Regions from separate parts of the Mus musculus genome. Here region 2 is linked to region 1. Evidence: chromatin contacts called from public Micro-C data. All regions are on one chromosome and are shown on one strand. Each heading gives the region's core, a stretch centred on a gene start, on an enhancer-like site or on the middle of the called end of the contact. The rest is flanking DNA. Distances are from core to core; before and after follow the strand shown. Region 1 holds the start of Rab6a (RAB6A, member RAS oncogene family). Region 2 overlaps Fam168a (family with sequence similarity 168, member A).

Region 1 (3,006 bases), core at 181-2,680:
AATGACGAAAATTAATAGAAAAATAAGGATTTCCAACCAGTCCCAACCCAAGGGACCAAAATCATCACTGGCAACGCCACCTCTTTTCAAGTCTCCTTCAGTTAAAATATATTAGCTCACTAACCCTAACTAATTCTTCATTTAGGTGTAAACTGAGCAAGAATTGTTTTTCTCCATGACCACCTCTTCTCTCACCTTCCGAGAGACTAGTACAACTCCGAGCCAAGCCTCAGGGGAAAACAACGCCCAGATCCCACCCTCCTTCATCCAAGGTTGAAGAGGGGGCCCATTCTCCAGAGTTGGGGGCTTCTCGGAGTGGGACCTCACTTCCAATGGGAACCGGAAAAAGAGCAAGGAATAAGGGTGGGGCCCCATAAAGCCGGCCCGGGTGGTGGAGACCACGCAGAGCAAAGGAAGAAAGGGATGGACAGGAGGCTGGGCGGGGTGAGGACTGAGGAGGACAGAGCGGCCCGAGAGGGCCCGGCTGCAGGCGGCGGAGTCCGGGCGAGGATCAGAGATCTAAGCTACAAGCCTGATAGATCCTAGCGAGGAGGAGCCAGGGACAGGGACAAGAGGAGTCGGGGGACCCGGGGAAAAGGCTGGGGTGGGGGTTTTAGGAAGAGCGAGGCCGGCGGGGAGCCTCAGCGGCCAGAAGGGCTGCACTGGGGGCGGTGCGGGGAAGCCGCGGCCGGCTGCCAGGAGCGGGGGAGTCGCGCACTCACCGCTCTGCTCTCCCAGGAACACCAGCTTGAATTTCCTCAGCGGATTCCCGAAGTCTCCGCCCGCGGACATGATGGAGCCGGAGGAGCCGCCGCCGCCGCCTCAGCCCAGAGACCTCTTCCAGACCGCTGCAGCTCCAACCCGCTAACGAAGAGGGCCGAGCTGAAGGGGCAGCCTCCGAGTCCTCTCGGCCCCTGCAGGGCCGGGCAGAGGGGCGAGGCTGAAGGGAGAGTGCCTCCACCGACCGGCAGCCGCCGCCGCCGCCTCCCCGCAGAGTCGCCTAGCACCGAGCCGGGCCCGCGGCCGCGAAGGGACGCAGGGCGGTGTCGGAGGCAGCCAGCGGTGCGCTCGGGCTTCGCTAGCCTAGCGCCGTTCCTTCCCTCAGAACGCGGCGCGGAGACTGAGGTGAGAGAGGAGGGTGGCGAGGCGAGCGCCGCAGACGCGTCTGGGTCTCGGCACGCGCAGTGCTCGGGCTCTCACAGCAGCCGCCGCCGCCACCACCGCAGCACAACCCGCTGAGTGCGCGAGCCTCTGGCGCGGATGCGGGGCGAGTCCGGGCGCGAGCCTGCCGCCCTGCCGGCCTCGGACGTGCGTGCGTGAGTGCGTGCGTGCGCGTCGCCGCCAGTGCTTTCCTGGTTTCGCCAGCAATCCCGGCTCCTCCCGTGCGGTGGAGAAAGGGGCCGATCAGGTTTCGACTGGCGTCTGGAGAAGCCGGGAGGAGGCGGGACCGAGTTCCGGGTAAGCAAGGGGGGGAGAAAAAAAAGGGGGCGCTTACGTCAGTGACAAATCGAGCCAATCAGAAAAAGCGGAGGGCAGGCAGCTGCTAACTGAGGTGGCGACGCGAGAGCGCGCGCGCGACTCTCGCGCGGAGGAAGGTGTGGGGTTCTGGCAGCCATAGGAAGTGTGGCGCGACGCAAGGCGATTGGAGGAAGGAGGAGGGAAAAGAAGGTGGGACGGAGGCGGAGCCGGAACCAAGGTGGAATGACCGCAGCAATGCGTGGGTGGGGTTGGGTCGCTCAAAGGTGTATTGTAGGTGCTAAACCCTTAACGTCGCTTCTCCTTCCTCACTTTAGCCCTTCACCCGTTTACCCTAGCCTTCTAAAACGTAATTCCTTGCTCGGCATCTTCGTGTATATAAGATTTCCCACCGTTACTCCGTGGAGTTTCATAACTACCAGAAACAAGTCCTCTCCATTTTGTGGGTGAGGAAATTGGAGTCCAACAGAAGGAAATGACTTGCAAAATCCACGTAGTCATGTCATGGAGTCAAGGTTTTATTTGAACCTCTGCTACCTCCTTACGTTAAGCCATCAAATTCCCTAGTGTCTGTTGGCGTGATCTTCTGTTGAGTGGCCGTTGTTTTAGGTGCCCATAACATCAGACGATAACCATCGTCTACATGCTAGAAATGAGTTTAGATATCATATAAGCCAAACTCCACATATTACAGATATGAAATGACTGCCCACTTAGCGGTGCAGCTTTGGAAAAGGTCACACAACATTCCAGAGGGCTGCCTCAACAAAATCACAAATCTGCAGAAGGAGTATTTAAAAGATCATCCTTTCTCCTTAAAGCAGCACTTCTGGATGTGCTTGAGTGGGGCTTCCTTAAATTTGCCATCTGAAGCATTTCCAATTGTCAACCAGATTTGAGATCCAATAAGATAAAGGTGAATGCCATAAGAAAACATGAACTAAGCATAATGTGGACAGTTACATAACATAATTAAATGTAACTTTTCATCTGAATGGGATCCCTAAAAAGAGAGTATCAGACAAAAACAAAATAATTTGAGTATAGCATGAATTTTAGTTAATAACAGTATTTTGTACTGATTGATTTATTATAACATATCAGTCCTATTAAAGTAAGCTGTTAATAGAGGAGTCTGGAGTGGTATATGGGAACTTCTATAATGGCCTTTGTAAATCTAGTAATTTTCTATCTAGTGCTTCACATCTGTAATCCCAACCCCCAGGAAGCTAAGGCGGAGGATTGCTGTCAGGGCTTGGCAAACCTGGGCTATAGAGTTAGTTCCAGCTTAGCCTAAGATACAGAGTGAGGTCCTGCAGAGAGAGAGAGAGAGAGAGAGAGAGAGAGAGAGAGAGAGAGAGAGAGAGAGAGAGAGAAAATCTACTCTTTAGGACACCTAAGAAACTTCTAGAGCCAGACATGGTGGTGCATGCCCATAATCGTAGCACTTGAGAGATACAGGTTAGAGGATCCTAAATTTAAGGCCAGCCTGAGCTACATATCAAAGTTAGGCTGCATGAAACCTTGCAT
Region 2 (2,922 bases), core at 75-2,574, 130 kb before region 1:
AGGCTTATAAAAACAATACCACATTAAACATTGGTGATTTGTTTTAAAAGCTGGTATGCAATTAAGAGGATTCCACTGTTTCACCATGCTCCTGTGGCATCCAATTAAGTAATAACATGAGAGAGGAGCGTTAATTATGGAGGAAAACTTCCACCAGCCAGTGACAGGTGTGCAGGGCTCACGCTGCGACCTGAACCGTTGACTGCAGCATTAATTCCCCCTTTCCTTTCCCAGACACTTCACTCTGCATGTAATTAGTTGAAATGTAAAGCAGACCAAACGACTGCTGTATTTCAAGCTTTAGCACCTTTATCACGTTAACTTCCACCAACTGGGTTTTAAAGGATTAACACCAAAACAGATGGTTTCAGCCCCACTGTAAGTGAGCTTCAGTGATCAGAAATTATAATATCCAGACTACCTTTATACTCATTACTGAGATGTGCACCATCTTTCCCTAGATAGTGGCCATGGTAAACAGAAATTATCCCACTCTTCATTTTCATATACTTTGTAAATGGCCTTAAAAATAAAACCATCTTTAAGAGGTTCCTTTTTTTTTTCCTAATTTGCCTACTTTTCCCCAAAAGTTTAAACAAAATTTTGGTTTCTTAAAGTAATTGTGGAAATAAACCAAACACCTATTGCAAATTATAATAGCATTTGAGTAAAGAGCCAAGTAAAATATATTCTTCAAATAGAAATCAGAAAAATAATTTCCCCACAATTTGATTACCCTAAGTTCAAAATCTGACTTTTACAGGTATTGATAAAACTATGCATTTTAAATCTAAATACACAACAAGAAGAGAGTGATGCCACAAAAATGCCCATTGGTTCAAAAAGCCATCTTCAAGCATCTTCTTGGCTGCCAAAGGGGAAAAGCTCCTGAAAGATCAGATGCCCAAATTTGGTTTTGGGAAAACTCTTGAGAAATATGTACATAGTTAACACAGAATGAGTCATTACGATAAGAAAAACTCGGGATTGGGTTTCAAGTACCAGTCTGTCACATTCCATTTAAGCAGTTATTGAGTAGCCACTCTACCAGAGGACCTAGTGCTGATGATTAAAGGGAGACATGATAACAACACAGCTCTTCAAGCATTACCAATGGCAAGCATCAACACAGAAGCGTGAAGAGAAGGAAAAAACAGCAACAGCTTTACCGAGGAAGCAAAGCCAAGTTGAGAGACAACCGGAGCCATTTGAACCGAAACACAGACAGGAGTAAAAACGTAGCAACAGAAAGGTAAACAGTGAGTAGCAGGAAGACAGATGACTTGGCAGGCTTGGGCTGAGGAGTGATCTTGGCAGCACTGGGGGAAATGAAAGCTGCTGTCCAGGCAGAGATGCTAAAGACTGAGCTAAAGCAACAGCTGTGGGGATGGAGAAAGGCACCAATCTAAAAAGTGCTGAGGTGATGATAACTGCCCAGCTTAGTTATGGAGGACAGGAAGATAACAAAATTCTTGGCCTGGGTGAGAAAGCTGTGTCTCACTGAGGTAAGGAACAGGAAGAGAAGGTTTGGAGAATAAGATACCAAGTTTAGTTTTAAGATATCCTTGTGACTTTGAACCAGTCATTTCATACTTCAAATCCAGTTTCTTAGTTGACAAAATGGTTATTACATCTACGTCAAAGATTCTGGTGAGAATTAATTAAAATAATGGAAGGAAGAGGGTTATAAAAATCATTGCCTGCTAGCAATGACTCAGGAAGACTGCTAACTGTATTCATTTTTCCTCCCCCACCCCACTCTGCCAAGATTTAACTGGGCACAAACAACTTTGCCAGAAACTACGTTCCCCAGTAGTATTTACAACTAGGTATGTCACAGTTCTACATATAATGAATGAAATGCCAGAAAAACTGAATATACCTTCTGGCTTCTGGATGTTAACCACATATTCTACCAATGAGCTACACTATCAGCTGCCCACGCCCTTTCTTAGAGAACTATAAACCCCTCTTTCTTGTCCCTTCCCAGAGACTAGACGGTGAATGTGTTGATAAGCTGCTGCCTGTGAAGATGCAAATAAAGCAATGGGAAAGAGAGATGGGGGTTCCCCCGATGAGTTCAAGGAGCAGAGCCTCTGACTGCTTTGGTAATAATCGCCTTACTCCTGATGTTACATGAAAGATAAATTTCTACACTTTCTTAGCCACTAACTGTGTGGGTCTCTGTTTCAGCAGTTAATCTGAACTCTTAACTATATAACATCAATGCTTATAAGAATCTGCAAAGAGGGCTAGTAAGATGGCTCAGGGGGTAAAAGTGCTTACTGACCAAGCCTGGTGAACTGAATTAGAGTTTTCAGAACCCAGGTAAAGGTGGGAATGAAGAACTAACTCTGTAAAGTTGTCCTCTGCCCTCCAAAGCATACCATGGCATACCAACACACAGACACATTGTGCACAGACATACATATATACACACATACATACTTACAGAGAGAGAAAGAGACAATTTAAATCTGTAAGAAAAATAACCAAAACATATTTCAGAACCCTAAAAATCCACTAATTCATAGTATCATAAAAATTAAGGAGGTGCATTCATGAGTACGCAAGCACACACACAGATACACACATGCATGCACGCACACACCCACACACAATAAAATGAGCGGAATTAATACATGCTAAGCCATAGAGCAGGCCCAGAACTGTAGCCAAGTATTCACGATTCAGAAATATGGGGCTGGAGAGATAGCTCAGCAGTTAACTGTGCCTGTTGGTTCCCAGCACCCACTCCAGATGGCTACAACTACAGCTCCAGGGGATCACAAGACACTCTCTTCTGGCTTCCAAAGGCACCCTGCATACTTTTTTTTTTTTTTTTTTTTTTTTTTTTTTTAAAGATTCAAAGCTCTGGCCAGGTGGTGGTGGCGAACGCCTTTAATCCCAGCACTTGGGAGG

The links. A called contact is a pair of places that touch in the nucleus more often than the background predicts.
Region 2: a contact with region 1 is called in a Micro-C map of muscle stem cells, with 7 times the contacts expected there. The contact joins the enhancer-like site here to the promoter of Rab6a in region 1. A contact is called at or near these places in 2 of 484 Hi-C or Micro-C datasets (muscle stem cells and nephron progenitors), 2 of 115 datasets of contacts at active chromatin or transcription factors (bone marrow-derived macrophages and embryonic stem cells) and 1 of 9 other capture datasets (adipose tissue).

The regions. Positions count from the first base shown.
Region 1 is chr7:100,606,010-100,609,015 of GRCm38.p6, reverse strand. Rab6a (RAB6A, member RAS oncogene family) reads right to left here and starts at 1,430. Exons shown (of 8, transcript NM_024287.4): 1 at 723-1,430. The coding sequence starts at 792. It also overlaps a transcript of Mrpl48 not described here.
Region 2 is chr7:100,731,688-100,734,609 of GRCm38.p6, reverse strand. All of the region lies in intron 1 of Fam168a (family with sequence similarity 168, member A), which reads right to left. Among named protein-coding and RNA genes, the nearest start is that of Fam168a, 27 kb to the right of the region's middle. Within about 2 kb of position 1,324, at least 94 of the 459 cell types and tissues checked have an H3K27ac peak or open chromatin away from gene starts, as enhancers often do. A contact at or near this core is called in adipose tissue and muscle stem cells, where this site is marked.